Linked DNA regions of Sus scrofa: regions 2, 3 and 4 are each linked to region 1. Evidence: chromatin contacts called from public Hi-C, promoter capture Hi-C and targeted proximity ligation data. All regions are on one chromosome and are shown on one strand. The core of a region is the stretch at or near the end of the contact, and the rest is flanking DNA. Distances in the headings are between cores, read along the strand shown. Region 1 holds the start of RPS27 (40S ribosomal protein S27). Region 2 has its middle 14 kb from the start of S100A6. Region 3 holds the start of S100A13 (protein S100-A13). Region 4 holds the start of ILF2 (interleukin enhancer-binding factor 2).

What was found. Promoter capture Hi-C pulls out the DNA fragments that hold promoters and counts their contacts. A called contact is a pair of places that touch in the nucleus more often than the background predicts.
Region 2: a contact with region 1 is called in a Hi-C map of subcutaneous adipose tissue, with 2.3 times the contacts expected there. A contact is called at or near these places in 10 of 47 Hi-C or Micro-C datasets (embryonic fibroblasts, epiblast stem cells, fetal skeletal muscle and 6 more) and 1 of 2 datasets of targeted methods (skeletal muscle).
Region 3: a contact with region 1 is called in a targeted proximity ligation map of alveolar macrophages. A contact is called at or near these places in 1 of 5 promoter capture datasets (fetal skeletal muscle) and 1 of 2 datasets of targeted methods (alveolar macrophages).
Region 4: a promoter capture Hi-C map of fetal skeletal muscle shows a contact between it and region 1, with 6 times the contacts expected there. A contact is called at or near these places in 3 of 5 promoter capture datasets (fetal liver, fetal skeletal muscle and liver), 22 of 47 Hi-C or Micro-C datasets (adipose tissue, alveolar macrophages, brain and 13 more) and 2 of 2 datasets of targeted methods (alveolar macrophages and skeletal muscle).

The regions. Positions count from the first base shown.
Region 1 is chr4:95,697,167-95,701,616 of Sscrofa11.1, forward strand. It overlaps RPS27 (40S ribosomal protein S27), which reads right to left and starts at 2,315. Exons shown (of 4, transcript XM_003125735.3): 1 at 2,243-2,315; 2 at 1,822-1,930; 3 at 1,149-1,259; 4 at 703-788. The coding sequence starts at 2,248. The coding sequence ends at 760. NUP210L (nuclear pore membrane glycoprotein 210-like) reads left to right here. Exons shown (of 40, transcript XM_021089795.1): 40 at 1-30. The coding sequence ends at 30.
Region 2 is chr4:96,109,782-96,114,231 of Sscrofa11.1, forward strand. No RefSeq gene overlaps it. Among named protein-coding and RNA genes, the nearest start is that of S100A6, 14 kb to the left of the region's middle.
Region 3 is chr4:96,005,430-96,009,879 of Sscrofa11.1, forward strand. It overlaps S100A13 (protein S100-A13), which reads left to right and starts at 1,851. Exons shown (of 4, transcript XM_021089809.1): 1 at 1,851-1,951. The coding sequence starts at 1,944. S100A1 (protein S100-A1) reads right to left here. Exons shown (of 4, transcript XM_021089808.1): 3 at 3,435-3,587; 4 at 1,597-1,928. The coding sequence starts at 3,575. The coding sequence ends at 1,785. It overlaps CHTOP (chromatin target of PRMT1), which reads right to left and starts at 185. Exons shown (of 6, transcript NM_001243268.1): 1 at 1-185.
Region 4 is chr4:95,978,345-95,982,794 of Sscrofa11.1, forward strand. It overlaps ILF2 (interleukin enhancer-binding factor 2), which reads left to right and starts at 2,518. Exons shown (of 14, transcript XM_005663409.3): 1 at 2,518-2,644; 2 at 3,345-3,404; 3 at 3,621-3,663; 4 at 4,105-4,209. The coding sequence starts at 2,640. It overlaps TRNAM-CAU (a tRNA gene), which reads right to left and starts at 2,305; the gene lies at 2,234-2,305.

The sequences.
Region 1 (4,450 bases), core at 1,065-3,564:
CAACATTGGCTTTGGAGTATAAGGCACTAACCTCTGCTCGGACAAGTCTCCTTTAAGTGTTGAGGACTGGAGATTTCTAGCCCTAGACCAGAAGCCAAGCAGCAATCTCTATACTCATAAGCCTCCTAACAAGGCTTCTGAGAACTGTGAATAAAAGATCCTAAGCTGTTTGCTATTAAAATGGTGTGTGGATTACATTTTACTTTTTTTTTTTTTTAAGAGCTGCACCTGAAGCATATGGACGTTCCCAGGCTAGAGGTCTAATCAGAGCTACAGCTGCCGGCCTACACCACAGCCACATCAGATCCGAGCCACATTTTCGAACTACACCACAGGTCACGGCAATGCTGGATCCTTAACCCACCAAGTGAGGCAAGGGATGGAACCCGCATCCTCATTGTCCCTAGTCGGATTCATTTCCGATGTGCCACGATGGGTCCTCCCCACTGCGATTGGGTTTTAAAGATCAACTGTCAATTTTTAATTCTAAACAAACATAAAAGTGAAAGCAAATACCCTATTTACATACTATCCCAGTTTTTAATCAAACTGCAGATTTACCCAATGAGCCTAGGGATAGAAATACCCCAAACGGACTTGGCCACTTACTTGCCCCAAATGACTCTAGACTCCACTCTTCTGGATGCCCCTGAATACGTGAGGTAGGAACTTCCTAGCAGTAAAACAAGACAATAAACAGGATGTATCCAAAACGTGTTTATTGGGATCATTTCCCATTCATCTTGACTCAGGGTGCTTTTAGTGCTGCTTCCGTCTGAAGGAGCATCCTGGAAGAAAAAAGGTCGTTAAGAATAACTGACAGCAGCCTCCTTACCCTGCTGAAGCCCCACAAAGTGATCTATGATACCAACAGGAAAGCTACATGTTATTTTTCTCAACTCCTTCAGTTCCTACGTAGTCACTGAAAGACCCTATTATCAGCTCTGCTTGTATGAAGCCCCTTTTATCACCCATCCACCCCAGCTTGAGACAGTAGCGTTCTGAGATTTAGAGCTTTCTAATAATGCTTCTGGAAGGAAAAAAAAAAAAAAAAAAGACTATCAAACCCAACCCTCTTGATGAGACATTATACATGATCTCTCTTAAAATTCAAACCTCAAAATCCTAACACTGATTAAACCATTTACCTTCTGTAAGCCTTGCTTTTCCTCCTGTAGGCTGGCAGAGGACAGTAGAGCAGCCAACACACAAAACTACTGTTTGTGCATGGCTAAAGACGGTGGTGATTTTATAGCATCCTGGGGAAAAAACCAAATTAGTTATTTTACTTTCTCCATCTTTTCTTCACCTAAACGTACGCTGTCCTGTATCAACTGTAAGATCAGAACGTTATGTAATTGCCGAAATTCACTTTCCCATTCTAAACTTGATTACCTAGCTCCACATATACATTAAAGCCAACTCGGAAGCTTCCTGGACTACCTGCCCCCATCGATGTTTTTTTTGTCACTAACATATAATATAAACATTACCATCATCCCACAGCCTGAAGAGGAAAGGAGTGAAATCAAAGATTATTGAAAAGTCAAAAAACAGAGAATCCTCTACTTGAACGGGAAGGACGCTCAGTAACTGTACCTTGCATCCAGGTACAAGTACAAAAATGACCACAGCAGAAACCCAACCTATCATCCCAGTGTCTCCTACTTTGCAGATGAAGTTTTGAAAAGAAACTACTCTGGGTCACTTCTACACTGCAAAATTCTTACTCATCTCACACCTTCAACTTTCAAGAAATGGGACCTTTTTGCAATTCTTGGGCTCCAACGCTTCCCCCACTCCTACAAGCTATCTCCTCACCTGGGCATTTCACATCCATGAAATAGGAATTGGGGCTCTGCACCAGGCGCTTCTTCTTGTGTTTCCTCTTCTCCTCTTCTGGAGAGGGATGAAGGAGATCCTTTGCGAGCTACGAGAAGTAGAAATGCAGAGATTTAGAAACCAACGGCGAACACGGAATGATGAAAACAGCCTCCGCTGCCACACACCGGGGAGAGCTCGCCCCTCGCCGCCCCTGGTGTCTGCGCAGCTGGGCCGCCATCTTATCTCCTCTCCGCTCCCGTCTATGCAGGGGACCCCGCGGGCCTCCGCGGTCCCCGTAGTTAATGTCCTGGGAAGCGCGAAGGGCAAATGAGTGCCCTCTGCGATCCGAAATCAGCGTGAGGGGAGCGTGCGGACAGAAGAGCGAGATCTCCGCCGAAACCTGGACCAAGAGACTCACAGGCATGTTCTCGAAGGGACGTCGTCACCGCCGGAAAGGAGCGAAGGCGGAAATCCTGCTCCTTATATCCACCGTCCTGCAGGAAGTGACGCATGGGCCTTCGGCCGCCATGTTGGGAAGGACTTTTTCTCACCGTCTGCACGCGGTGGAAAGAGCAGGGGGCTGCCATTTTTGGAAGGTCTCTAAATGAGAGACATAGGAGTGGCCACGTTCAGAGTGTGAGCTGGAGCTCCCAGAAGTTCAGTGTCCCCTCCTCTTTCGAGGTGTAAATGGACAATTTTATTTTATTTTATTTATTTATTTTATTTTTTGTCTTTTTTCTATTTCTTGGGCCGCTCCCGCGGCATATGGAGGTTCCCAGGCTAGGGGTCGAATCGGAGCTGTAGCCACTGGCCTACGCCAGAGCCACAGCAACGCGGGATCTGAGCCGCGTCTGCAACCTACACCACAGCTCATGGCAATGCCGGATCCTTAACCCACTGAGCGAGGCCAGGGAGCGAACCCACAACCTCATGGTTCCCAGTCGGATTTGTTAACCACTGCGCCACGATGGGAACTCCTAAATGGACAATTTTAAAACTTGGTGCTGCGCTTTGACAATAGGAGCTCTTTAGGGAAACAGCGAGACTGAGCCATGTCTGGAACTTCTTAAATTTCTTTGCCTTTTTTCAATAAGTTTAATTTACCTTTTTTTTTTTTTTTGTCTTTTTGCTGTTTCTTGGGCCGCTCGCACGGTATATGGAGTTTACCAGGCTAGGGGTCTAATCGGAGCTGTAGCCACCGGCCTACACCAGAACCACAGCAACGTGGGGTCCGAGCCATGTCTGCAACCTAAACCACAGCTCCCGGCAACGACGGATCCTTAACCCACTGAGCAAGGCTAGGGACCGAACCCTCAACCTCATGGTTCCTAGTCGGATTTATTAACCACTGCGCCACGAGGGGAACTCCTAATTTGCCCATTTTTAACAACTCAGAAATGTAAAAATTTACAGAAATGTAAAAAAAAAAAGAATCCATCAAAACGATATGGTACTGGCACAAAGTCAGAAATATAGATCAGTGGAACAGGATAGAAAGCCCAGAATTAAACCCACACACCTACAGCCAACTAATCTATGACAAAGGAGGCAAGGATATGCAATGGAGAAAGGACACCTTGTTCAGTAAGTGGTGCTGGGGAAACTGGACAGCCACATGGAAAAGAATGAAATTAGCTCACTCCCTAACACCATACACAAAAATAAACTCCAAATGGACTAAAGACCTAGATATAAGACCAGACACTATCAAACTCTTAAAGGAAAACATAGGCCAAACACTCTCTGACATAAGCGACTGCAACATCTCCTCAGATCCACCTATCAGAGTATTGACAGTAAAAACAAAAATAAACAAATGGGACCTCATCAAACTTAAAAGTTTCTGCACAGCAAAGGAAACCCTCAACAAAACGAAAAGACAACCCACAGAATGGGAGAAAATCTTTGCAAGTGAATCGACTGACAAGGGATTAATCTCCAAAATTTATAAACACCTTCCGCAGCTCCATATCAAAAAAACAAACAACCCCATCCAAAAATGAGCAGAAGATCTAAACAGAGAGTTCTCCAAAGAAGACATACAGATGGCCGAGAAACACATGTTCAATGTCACTCATTATTAGAGAAATGCAAATCAAAACCACTCTGAGGTACCACCTTACACCAGCCAGAATGGCCATCATCCAAAAGTCTACAAACAAAAAGTGCTGGAGAGGGGGTGGGGAAAAGGAACTCTAGTACACTGTTGGTGGGATTGTAAATTGGTGCAACCACTGTGGAAAGCAGTATGGAGATTCCTCAGAAAACTAAACATAGAACTACCATTTGATCCAGCAATCCCACTCCTGGGCATCTATCCAGAGAAAACCTCGACTCGCAAAGACACGTGTACTCCAGTGTTCATTGCAGCACTGTTTACAATAGCCAAGATATGGAAACAACCTAAATGTCCATCAACAGAGGAGTGGATCCAGAAGATGTGGTACATATACACAATGGAATATTACTCAGCCATCAAAAAGAACGAAATACCAGCATTTTTAGCAACATGGATGGACCTAGAAACTATCATGCTAAGTGAAGTCAGCCATACAATGAGACACCAACATCAAATGCTTTCACTGACATGTGGAATCTGAAAAAAAGACAGACTGAACTTTTTGCA
Region 2 (4,450 bases), core at 845-3,344, 410 kb after region 1:
CCTTGCTTAGGGGTAATAGGGATTATTCTTCATTTTTTTTTTTTTTTTCAGCCTGTGGCATATGGAAGTTCCTGGACTGGGGTCAAATTGGAGCTGCAGCTGAGAGTTGTGCCACAGCCACAGAAATGCTGGATCCTTAACCCACCGAGCGAGGCCAGGGATCAAACCTGCATCCTCATGGACACCATGTTAGGCTCTTAACTTGCTGAGCCACAACAGGAACTCCTCTTTACTTTGTTGATTGCCATTTTCTGTCACTTTTTGCAGATTATGGAGGTATAGAAGAATGCTTCCTAACACAGTTAACCTTTGATTTGAAATTTTAATATAACCTAAAATTCTTAGGTACATCTCAACATATAAGCGGTTAATATTTCAGATTAAAAAAAAATACCGGGAGTTCCCGTTGTGGCACAGTGGAAGCAAATCCAACTAGGAACCATGAGGTTGTGGGTTCAATCCCTGGTCTTTCTCAGTGGGTTAAGGATCCAGCATTGCTGTGAGCTGTGGCATAGGACTCAGACTTGGCTCCGATCCTGTGTGGCTGTGCCTGTGGTGTAGGCTGGTGGCTGTAGCTCTGATTTGACCCCTAGCCTGGGAACCTCCATATGCCTCGGGTGCAGCCCTAAAAAGGACAAAAATAATATTAATATTTTGGTACCTAAAAATTAGGCAATATACCAAAATACTGAAATACAGGCATTGTAATCACTTCTTCTTTTTTTTTGTCTTTTTCTCTTTTTTCTAGGGCTGCACCTGCGGCATATGGAGGTTCCCAGGCTAGGGGTCTAATTGGAGCTATAGCTGCCAGCCTAAGCCACAGCCACAGCAACACATGGGATCCGAGCTGCCTCTGTGACCCACACCACAGCTCACGGCAATGCTGGATCCTTAACCCACTGAGCAAGGCCAGGGATCCAACCTGCAAACTCATGGTTCCTAGTTGGATTCGTTAACCACTGAGCCATGAGGGAACCCCTGTAATCACTTATTCTTTAAACCAGAGAGCAAACAATCAAATTCTCAACCAAGCAGGAAGGTCCTGTGCCAGCTCTTACTCTCTCAGGGGAGGGAAGACAAGCTTTGCTTCAAGGAATGAGTCAAAACTCTTTTTTTTTTTTAGGGCTGCACCTGTGGCATATGGAGGTTCCCAGGCTAGGGGTTGAATTGGAACTATTGCTGCCAGCCTACGCCACAGACAGAGCAACGGGGGATCTGAGCCTCGTCTGTGAACTATATCACAGCTCAAGGCAATGCTGGATCCTTAACCCACTGAGCGATGCCAGGGATTGAATCCACAACCTCATGGTTCCTAGTCGGATTCGCTTCCACTGCACCTCAAAGCTCTTTTTAATGCGTCCCCCTCCCTCACAAAAAACCCCCAAACCTTTCTGTTTTCTGACCAAATCTTCCTACAAGTGCGTAGTTTCTATTTTAAGAAGATGTATAGTTCCCTCCTGCTGATGTTTAGCATTTGCTATTGTCCCTTAACTTTGGACATAAAGATGGTTTCCGTCCATTCCTTTTCCCAGTTACAGATTACCGGTGGTAAATATATTCACAAATGCAGTCCTAGCTTGTGAGTTACTCTCAAGAGTGGAAATTATTACCAGATCAGAATCAGTTCTGGGACCTCACATCCAGCTCTGGCTTGATATTTTGTGTTCTGAGAAATGTCCTTGCTCGCAGCTCAGAGCCACAGTGTTACTTTAGGAACACACAAAATTATGATCCAAAACGTGATCAGGAAAATTACTGAGTTTGGTAAGTAAAAACCTCTTTCATCTAGGAAGAGCCTTTAAAAAAACGTGTGTGTGTGTGTGTGTGTGTGTGTGTGTGTGTGTGTGTGTGTGTGTTGTGTGGTATGTGTGCGCGCACGTGTGCGTATTTCCCTGAATTTGGAGGAAAAACCGTACCCCCTTTCTCTTTGGACCTCTTATCTGAGGCCAGGATGGAGCCCATGGGATCAGGCTGTGCCAGGGTCTGGAACCTGGCCGGCTTTCCTTTTCACCACGTGGCAGGAGAGGGCTGAGCAGCCTTGTGACTGTCCAATCACTGGTCCTTTGGTGCCCCCTGCTGACCATTCAGTCCCCACTCGAGTCCCTGCCTACCGGAGACGCCTAAAAGGTCTGGGGTGGTGGGATTGCCGAAGCATTGCCTGGAAGAACCTCGTGACCAGAGGCTTGGATGAGAGCTGGCTGGACCATACATCAGACCCCATCTTCTCCTCTTTAGGGCTGAGCCACACAGCCCTGCTGGTGGCAGCCCTACCATAAGGAAAAATGAGTTAAACCCAGTTTGTCTTTCACATTGCTGTTACATTTGTCTTTCTGGCAAACAAAGCTGGTTCTGCAGCTTTAAATCCTATATTGACTTCCGCCATGGACTGAATCATTGTTCCCCCCAAATTCATATGTTGATCCCCAATGTACTAGTATTTAGAAGTTGGGGCCTTTGGGAGAGGTAATTGGGTTTGGACGAGGTCATGGGGGTGGAAACCTCAGGAAGGGATTGGTGCCCTTATAAGGACGCCCTCTGCTGGTAGAAAGGAGACTGTGCACAACACTGGACAAGTGCCCAGGTCTCTCTGCTCCTGCTGCTGGGGCAGCCAGCTTCTTGCCAGGAGAGTTTGGGTGTCCACAGGATGCAGCCCAAGCCCTGCGTGGTTCTCACTGGGGTTAAGGTGAAGGGGAAGTGCCTTGCCCTCCCCTCCATGGGGATGATGTGGGGATCAAACAGCAGCCCTGCCAACACCCTGCCTCACTCCCAGGGATAGGTAGGGACACTGTGTTTTTGGTCCACCTCCTTCCCAAAAAGTTCTCCATAGCTGGTCAAGAGCCTCTCTTCAGTAGGTGTAGAGACTTAAGCCCTTGTCCTCTGCTTTGGGGCCACAGCAAAAAGGGAGACAATTGAAAAAGTTCCTTTTTTTTTTGGTCTTTTTGCCTTTTCTAGGGCCGCTCCTAGGGCATATGGAGGTTCCCAGGCTAGGGGTCCAATCAGAGCTGTAGCTTCAGCCTGCACCACAGTCACAGCAACAGGGGATCTGAGCCGCGTCTGCAACCTACAACACAGCTCACGGCAACGCCAGATCCTTAACCCACTGAGCAAGGCCACGGATCGAACCTGCAACCTCATAGTTCCTAGTCAGATTCGTTAACCTCTGAGCCACGACGGGAACTCCTTGAAAAAGTTCTTTTTAAGCATCCTATTATGTCGGGGGTTGTTGGACAACAGTCAGCATAGAGGCTGCAGAGAACAAAGAATTTTGTTTGGGCTCTTAGGAATTGCAATTTGTGGAGTTCCCATCATGGCTCAGTGGTTAACGAGCCCGACTAGAATCCATGAGGATGCAGGTTCAATCCCTGGCCTTGCTCAGTTGATTAAGGATCTGGCATTGCCGTGAGCTGTGGTGTAGGTTGCAGATGTGGCTCGAATCTGGTGTTGCTGTGGCTGTGGCATAGGCCGGTGGCTACAGCTCCGATTAGACCCCTAGTCTGGGAACCTCCATATGCCAAGGGTGCGGCCCTAAAAAGACAAAAGACAAAAAAAAAAAAAAAAGAATTGCAATTTGGGAGACATAGCTTTGGGTCAAACCAAAAGAATGTTCTGGGGAAGAGACAGTCAGAGGCCACAAAGACAAAAACCACAGGCTATCCTCTGACCCAAGGAAGGAAATATTTTTCCTTATGGATAGGCTGTCACGAGTTATTTTAGGGTAAGGGTCTGATAAGTATCTTGAGTTTCTGGAACGCTGGGCCGATGTTCTAGATGTCTTTGTTAAGACCATGAGTGGTCAAAAGGTCAGACTCCATCTGGGCTGAGGCGAGCAAATGGCTCACTTCCCTGATGGCCTCCCAGCTCCGTTTCAGAGAGCTCTCTACACAGCACCACCTCCAGGGTTTGTGGGATGAGTAAAGGCATGGCCAGGGGGCTGGCCGCGATGGGCCATGAGGTGGCAGGAGGGCAGCCAGGGGTCCCAGCTCGGGGTCCCCAGAGTAGACTTGGACTTGGACGCTGGCTCTCATTTCGTGGCTGTGTGTTTTTGGGAAAGCTATGAATTATCTCTACAGCTGGCTCATCTCTAAAATAGGGATAATGGTTGGAGTTCCCATCATGGCGCAGCGGAAACGAATCCGACTAGGAACCATGAGGTTGCGGGTTTGATCCCCGGCCTTGCTCAGTGGGTTAAGGATGCAGAGTTGCTGTGAGCTGTGGTGTAGGTTGCAGACACGGCTCAGATCCTGTGTTGCTGTGGCTGTGGTGTAGGCTGGCAGCTGAAACTCCAACCTGACCCCTAGCCTGGGAACCTCCATATACTGTGGGCATGGCCCCTAAAAAAAAAAAAAAAAAAGGTTAATGGTAGAACCCACCATACAGGTTAGGATTAATGAGATGATGTAGACGCGTGTCTGGTGTTTGACCGCAGGAGAGACTTCCCTCTGATCAAGCC
Region 3 (4,450 bases), core at 601-3,100, 310 kb after region 1:
TATGTGTTAAACGGTAGAATGCTAGGTTAGTTCGTTGATGCTGGGTGGCTGTCCGGTCGGCCGGTTCGCCTGCTCGCCCGGCGTGCCCTTTCCTGCCTTTCACCACAGCCGCTGCCGCCAACTCCCGCTCGCTCTCCAAAACAAAATGGCCGCCACGCCCAGTGCGGAATGGGACCGGCTAAAATGGCGTCGACGCCATTACGTCAGACGTCAGGTCTGCGCACAGCGCAGGAGGCGGGAAAATTTGTGTTACGCCTGCGCGGGGGATGAGGCGGAGCTCCAGGGAAAAGGCGGGGCTTTAGGCTGTATTACACTCCGAGCCCCACCCGGGAAGGGGCGTGGCCAATATATTCTCTCTTGGGTTTTAAGGCGGCTGCAAGTTGGTGATTTGGGACGTTCAAGGCGGATTTGGTCCTCTTAAGAAAAGAAGTTCGTATTTCATTGCGGGTCCCTCCACCCCTAAAGCTAAGGCAGACCGACTAAAATTCTTTACGCGACATGACTCGGTCTTTCTTCCGAGAGCCACCGGGCCGGTGTAATTTGCGCTGGCTCCCCCCTCAGCATACGCCCCTTTTAGAGTTGTGGGTTGCCATAAACGCACCTGGGGACCAGTGCAGGGAGCACACCTCACTGGATCCTGCACCACGCACCACTGCCCGTCCATATTTTTCTCTTCACTTCCCTTCCCAATTTGGCCTGAAGATTGTTAAATTCTTATTTGGGGGAAGCTTTGCGTCCCCGCAACCTATTCCAATGTCTTCTCCCTCCATCTAGCTTCCATGTGGATTTTGATGCAGACCTATATGGCATTTTCCTTATACCTGGGCACACAATAAAAGGCTCAGATGGGAGTTCCCGTCGTGGCGCAGTGGTTAAGGAACCCAACTAGGAACCATGAGGTTGCGGGTTCGATCCCTAGCCTTGCTCAGTGGGTTAACGATCCGGCATTGCTGTGAGCTGTGGTGTAGGTTGCAGACGCGGCTCGGATCCAGCGTTGCTGTGGCTCTGGCGTAGGCCAGGTGGCTGCACCTCTGATTCAACCCCTAGCCTGGGAACCTCCATATGCCGTGGGAGCGGCCCAAGAAATAGCAAAAAAAGACCAAAAAAAAAAAAAGGCTCAGATGTTGGAAGAATGAGTGAATGAACATGTCCTCAGTTCCACCTCCACTCTCTTAAAGGCGCATGAGATCCTTTCATTTTCCTTCCTAGCATTTATACGTGTATGTTTAATGGTTTGGCACCCTTTACTGGACTTCACCTATGTGACAGTGAGGGTTGTGTTTGTTTTGCTCACTGCTGTATTCCCAGTTTCCACACAATGTCTAGCACGGGGTAGGTCTTCAGCACATATTCTTCGAAAGTTGAAGGGCAATTTTTCTGGCTTCAAAGCTGAAAAGCTGATGTCTCTGCCACTTCCAGCTGGAACCTTGAGCCTCTACCTTTCTGGGCCTTGAGCATTCCTTAAGTAGGAAGATGTAATGGTTCCTTGATCTTTCTCCAAAATAAGATCCCTCCCCAAATAAAGCAATTTGGGAGTGAACAGCCTTCACTTCCCCACCCATTTCCAAACCCTGAAGGACCAGAGACAGCAGCTGGTGGCTGGTGAGAGAGGAGCCTTTAATGAAAGATGAGTTGCAGGCCTGGCCCACTACTCTTGCGCCCCTGTTGGAGGGTAGGCAAGGGTGAGAAGGTGGGGAGGGAACAGCGGGATGAAGGGGAAGCAGGGTGAAGAGGCAGGTATGGCAGGGTGGAGGGGAAGGGCGCTGCCCAATGGGACCATCTGCTCAACTGTTCTCCCAGAAGAAGTTGTTACAGGCCACTGTGAGGGCAGCCACCAGCACCACGTACTCCTGGAAGTCCACCTCCCCATCTCCATTCTCGTCGAGCTCCTTCATCACCTTGTCCACAGCATCCGCATCCTTCTGGGCCTGTGAAGCGAAGAAATGGTGAGGTAGGTGGACAGGGAGATGAATATCACAGAGTCAGGGGCATGGGACTTGCTTGACTGGAGAGGAGGAGGCAGAGATGAGCAAGAGGGAGAATTATGTCTCATTATGAGACTTTTCTTTTTTTTTTTTTTTTTAGGGCCGCATCCATGGCATATGGAGGTTCCCAGGCTATCGACTGAACTGGAGCTGCAGCTGCCAGCCTACGCCACAGCCGCAGAAAACGCCACATCTGAGCCGCGTCTGTGACCTACAGCTCACTGCAACTCTGGATCCTTAACCCACTGAATGAGGCCAGGGATCGAACCCACATCCTCATGGCTACTAGTTGGGTTTGTTACTGCTGAGCCACAATGGGAACTGCTAATTATGGGACTCTTTCTGCCCTTCTCTAAACTAACAAGACACTTGTGGTTTCCTGTTGCCTACAGATCAGCTCCTTAACAGGGCAGAGTAATAAAAACAATTCCCATATGTTGAGTGCCTACAATGTGACAAGCACTGCACCAGGAGCTTTACAAGTATTGTCTAATTTAATTCTAACACACATAGCATGAACTAGGCTTCATTATTCCCACTCTAGAGAAGAAAGAAATTGACAGTTGGTGGTTAAATAACGTGCCCAAAGTCACACAGCAAGAAAGTGGCAGCACCAGAATTTGAATCCCGTTCTCATGAAATCTCAGCGCTGGTACACTTTCGACTGGCTTCTCCTTTTCTGCATCCTTCAGTCAAAACTACCGAGCATGCTTCATCTTCTTTCTCCCATGCCCTTGTTCAGATACTGTACCTTCTCCTAAAATGTCTGCATTTGCCCTAATCTTCCCGTGGAAATCTCTGGCTCAAGTGCCCCCTCTTTGGAGAAGCCATCCCACTTCAGTCCGGTTAATGTTCTCCCGTAGTCATTTCTGGCATCTCTGTTAAGGTCCTGGGTGCTTCCTGAGATTCAAGATTCACTTTCTTTTCTTTTTTCTTTATTATTATTTTTTAAAATTTAGGGCCGAACTTGCGGCACATGGAAATTCCCAGGCTAGGGGTTGAATCATAGCTACAGCTGCTGGCCTCCGTCACAGCCACAGCAACTCAGGATCCGAGCTGTGTTGTCTGTGACCTACACCACAGCTGACGGCAGTGCTGGCTCCTTAACCCATTGAGTGAGGCCAGGGATTGAAACCTGCGTCCTCGAGGTTACTAGGTGGGTTCTTTCCTGCTGAGTCCCAATGGGAACTCCCAAGATTTACCTTCAAGTGTCAGGCTTTCCCTTCTAGACTGTGAGCTTTGTTAATGATGCGTCTACATAGGGCCTAGCACTTAACAGGTCATCAATAAATCTGGGCATTTTGACTTGAACCAGGAGGAGTCGGGTAGCCTGGGAGAGGAAGGAGATGGATGGGCTGAGCTGGGGTGGATGGAGAGATGGCAGGGAGGTGCCCACTTTGTTCCCCCACCCTTCGCCCACTCCACCCTGTACCCCCACCCTGTGCTCACGTCCAGGAAGCCAGAGAGCTCCGTCTGCAGCAGCTCTTTCAGCTCCTTCTTGCTCAGCTTGTACTTGTCCCCCTCCTTGCCCGAGTGGGCGTGGAACACATTGATGAGAGTCTCCATCGCTGTCTCCAGTTCCGAGCCCATCGTGCAGCTCACCTACCCACGTCCCACCATGGAAGTGAGCTTCGGACCATGCCTGGGGTTTTGGGGTCAGGGCGAGGGTCCTACAGCTTGAAGAGCTATGAGGTTGGAGCCCCACCACAATGGATCTTTCCTGAGATGTTACACAAACAGACCTAAGTCTAGACTCCTTCTCTGTGCCCTTCAGTCCACACCCCAGTCAGAGGGAGTCAGGGCTTAGGGCAGCAAGATAGAGCAGCTGGAGCTGGGCTGGCTCTAGAGGCCTGCCATGGACTTTGTGGTGGCTCCTGGCTGCCTGCGCAGACATTGGGGAGGGTAGGGCAGGCAGGCGGGGTGGTCACAGGACCCAGCCTGGCTTCGTCTGGCTCTATTTTTACCCTGGACTTTCCTGCCTAGCACAGCCAAGGTATGCTGTTGGGGATGGTGGGCTGGGCTCCCCGCTATAGCCTTGACTCGGCTGCCCTCCCTGAGCAAGGATCAATCTGGTGCCCTCGGTCGGCCTGGTGGAGAGGATGGCAGTCTGAGTGGGGAGCCCGAGGTTCACGGGGAAGGAGTGTCTCACTGCCCCTGAGTTTCCTGTCAACAGCCTGGGGGCCTCTCCTGGTCCTGCCACTCTGTTCTCCCCTGAACTTGTCACTTTGGCTTCTCTCTGTTACCTCGAGTTGGGTTCCTTGTACTTCTCTGCAGAATCAGCCTTGCCACTGGGAGGTGGTGGTGGGAAGGGAAAGTGGAAAGTGTGACGTTTTCTCTGGAGACAGGGCTCCCCAGGAGGAGGAGAGGACACCTGGGGGATCTTGTCCCTGCTGCTGGCCACTCCCACCCCCAGGCCCAACCCAGTCGATGTGGGGACAGTGGCAGCAGGGAGACTAGGGCTGCTA
Region 4 (4,450 bases), core at 1,268-3,767, 280 kb after region 1:
AACAAAGATGTATTCAGAAAAAACAAAACGAAGATGGCCACCAGCAGAAGGGTACTAATTCTAAAGCAGAAGGAATATTCCAGATAAATGTTGGGGATACAGGAGGGAATAAAGAGCATTAAAAACTGGTAGACTTCAGCCTGGCAGCTACAGCTCTGATTGGACCCTTAGCCTGGGGTGCTCCAAATGCCGTGGGTGCAGCCCTAAAAAGTCAGAAAAAACAAAACAGGAGTTCCCATCATGGCTCAGTGGTTAACGAATATGACTAGGAACCATGAGGTTGCGGGTTTGATCCCTGGCCTCGCTCAGCGGATTGAGGATCCGGCGTTGCCGCCGTATGTCGGTCGCAGACATAGCTCGGATCCCACATTGCTGTGGCTGTGGCTGTGACTGGCAGCTATAGCTCTGATTCAACCCCTAGCCCGGGAACCGCCATATGCTGCGGGTGTGGCCTTAGAAAAGACAAAACAAAGAGACAAACACACACAAAAAAACCTTAAAAATAAAACAAACTGGCACACCTCAATGACCGTTAGTTTAATTAATAAGTAAGGCTAAGGGTCAAGTCGGAGCTACAGCTGCCAGCTTGCGCCACAGCCACGTGGGATCTGAGTCATGTCTGCAACCCACACCACAGCTCTCAGAAACACAGGAGCTAACTGACTGAGCGGAGCCAGGGGTCCAAAACCCACATTCTCATGTTTACTGGTTGGATTTATTTCCACTGAGCCACAACCGGAAGCCCAAGTATTAATATCTAGTGGGACTGAATATATATGCAATTTAAATTTTGTAAACATATACAGCTACACTTACCCCTCTGCAATGAAGAGGAACAATTGCATCTACTGCAAGAATCTTGTACAAAAATGATCATAGCGGCTTTATTCATAATGTCTCCAAACTGGAAACGACCCAGATGTGTTTGCCGGTGGCTCAGCCTGTTGGAGGTCTGAACTCATCAACAGAAGAATGGATAAACAAACAGTGGAATATTTATGCAATGGAATGCTACTCATAAATAAAAAGGAGGAGTGGTTAAGGATCCCACATTGACACTCCTGTCAGTCTCGTCACTGCTGCGGCTTGGGTTTAATCCCTGGCCTGGGAACTTCCGCATGCCCTGTGGGGCTAAAATAAATAAACAAGTAAAAAGGAACAAATTGCTGATAAATGCAGAAACATGGAAAAATTTTGAAATGTGCCAAGCAAAAGAAGCCAGAGGAAAAAGAACACATAGGCTGTGAGTCCATTTATGTGAAGAGCAGACGAAACCAATCTACAATAAGAGAAATTGGAATAGTGTTTGCCTCCAGGGGGAGAGCAAAGGCGTATAAGCCAAATTTGTCAGGTGCTAAAAATATTCTTTATGTTAATCTATGCGGTGATTACAAGGGCAGAATACATTATTCAAAAATATTGGAGCTGTAGATTTAAGATCTGTGCATTTTGCTGTAGTAAATAATACGTCAATGTAATACTTAAAAGTTACACAATAGTATATATAATTCTAGAGTCAGTGTGGTAAATTGAATTAAATTACTCCTGCATTTTTCACGAGGAGGGTAAAATTAGACTCTGCCCTTTCAAGGAGGCACGAAATTTTTAGGGTAACCACTGAGGGAGCAGAAAAAGTGCGTAACTTTCTATTGACAGAGGCAGGGAAGGAATAATAAATATTAGTCAGTGAAAAAGAAGGCAAGAAGAGGGAGAAACAGGACAAAGAGCAACTTGTAATATGATTGATTTAAATGCAACAGCAGTTTATCCTTATATGTGGCTGTGAAGCTTCGTTTAAGAGTAAAATCCACCAGGGAGGTTGCCGAGTGAGGAAAGGAGAAATGAGGGGATACTGGGCAAGAGGGATGGGTCTGGTCTTTTTCTCCAGTCATTTCCGTTGTTCTCTTCATCTGAACTCTCTTTCCTGAGGCTGTCTCAGTTTGCCTTCTAGCCCCTCCACATCAGTATTTCTCCTCTCCGATTCAATTATTATATTCAAATCCGCTTCTCCTGCCTCAAGTTTCTAGTCTCTGTGAACTACATCCAGACGTGTAGTCATAGTTGCCTAAGTCCCTTCCTATTCCATTTCGCCTGCTTGCGCCATTTGCCTGCTTTTGGCAAAAATTAGCTTCTAAGGAGGAAAACATAGGAGTGCGGTATTTACATCTACTAGAAAAACAAGAGTTTCTGTCCTGGAGTGGGAAGGAGGGGGGAAAAGAAAGAAAAGCTCTCCTAGCAGAGGATGGTTTCGATCCATCGACCTCTGGGTTATGGGCCCAGCACGCTTCCGCTGCGCCACTCTGCTAGCTCGGCAAGATATTTTTCAAAAATCGTATAGAAAGTTCTCTGAGTGTTAGCCAACCTGATTGCTCTACACCATGCCCCCTGGTGTCCGTAAAAAAAAGTCTTTCCTGTCAAGTCCTTTCTTATTGGCTGGTCCCTGACATAGTAGGGGCTTTTTATTGGTTCATAAACCCGGTTTGCTGAAGTGAACCAATAGGCATAAGTGGTGCAGAACGGCGGGAGCCAATCACGCCGGGGTTTGTTGGCATACGCCGGCAAGCCGCCTCTCCAGTTGAGGGCTTCTCGGAGGAAAGGGGCGGTTGGTGTGGCCTCCATTGTTCGGACTTTGGGACGCCATGAGGTAAGGGTCGTGGGGTGCTCTGGAAGGGTTTCGAGTATTCGACCAAAAACTTTGGGTACGCGGGCTGAAAGGACTCGGAGGTCTTGAAGGGCCGTGTATCTGGGGGCTGCACGGAAATCTGAGAACTCCCGCTTGGGAGCGTGGGGGAAGTCGGGGGCCGCGGAGGCGGGGAAACGTGGGCCAGGGATGGGGGTGGGGCCCAGGCAAGGGGAAGCGGGAGCGGGGGCGGTTAGATGAGGGGCTGTCCTCACCTCCCAGGAGGACCACCTCCCCACCCCGACCACCATCTAGACTGAGAAGGCTTGAACGTGCCTCGTTCATACTCCAGGCTAAGTGCTTGACGTATAGGGTTGCCGTTAGATGCTTTTACTAGTTACGAATAAATGAGCAATCTCGTTAGTCTCTGAAGTATTAGGGCTGGCGCGCCCCGGGAATTATGGGGCATTTCTTGTAGGGCTCACTGAACCTCGTCAGTATTTGATGTGATTAAATTACCCAGAAGGAGGCGGTCTTGGGGGTTGAGGCTGGGCGCTTGGGACGGATGGAGAGCAAGTGTTGTCAGTGGGAATGGGATCTCTTAGCTTCCAAACGGAAGTTCACGGAGATGGCGGTAAGCGAACTTGAAATCATATGGCCGGTATGGTGGAGGTCGTTTCAACGCGGTGAGAACCAAGTTAAAAATGTATTTATGCATTTCTAGGGGGGACAGAGGCCGTGGTCGTGGCGGGCGCTTTGGTTCCAGAGGAGGCCCAGGAGGAGGGTGAGTGCCAGTTTTTAGCATCTCTGCACACTTAGTTTCCATTTCAGTCACCTAAATGGGGTGTTTGGAGCGGACTAATCTTACCTGCTTTTGTGAGCTCCAGCTGTGGTTTAGAAGCATTCTTTCCGTGCTCTCCTAAATGAGAGTTCTGGCCCCTTTATGCTAAAACCACTTGATTTCTGTGGTGAATAATTTGACTTGTTTTTCATTTTTTAGGTTCAGGCCGTTTGTGCCACATATCCCATTTGATTTCTATTTGGTGAGTACCTTGACCGCAGTTCACTTGTTTCCTGGAGCCTAGGGTCTCCCTGTTAATAAAGTCAAATGGTGGTTGGAGTAGGAAAGGGGGTTAGTGAGTGGGATTGGGTTTTGAGTCAGCCTGTATTGCTTTACATACAAAAGCAGTGTAAACTGGGTGGGGAACATAGTTCCTTGACTACAGTTGGTAGTAACAGGATTAGAATCTTTGTTTTGAACAGTTAATTGTATCTTTGGTTTATCTGTTAATGTAACGGTAGTGAGAGCTTAAATTATGGCTCTTCTAGTTTCTATGCTTGTTTAAATATTTTATGGAGTTAAAAATAAGTGTTTTAGAATTTTCTCTTTTCAACTTTTTTTTGTTTTGTGGCAACAGGAAAAAACAATCTTTATTTTATGTTATTTTTGGTGGGTAGTATAAAATTGTTTATTTCTGGTTTAGTGTGAAATGGCCTTTCCTCGGGTCAAGCCAGCACCTGATGAAACTTCCTTCAGTGAGGCCTTACTGAAGAGGAATCAGGACCTGGCTCCTAATTCAGCTGAGCAGGTATATTCTGTTAGTTTTCCTCCTGAGATTTCACGAATGAAGTAGAGAAGTAAATAACTACTGGTGCCGTTACACTTATCAGAGCCTGCCCTCCCCAGAGGGTTTAATTGTTCTCCTTATTTCTCACTGTGGGTGGAGGGAGAGCACCAGGGATGATATAAACAAATTATGTGTGCATTTATATTTTTACTGGGGCATCTATCTTTGGATCAAAGTTTTCTCTTCTGGCATATTCAAAGCC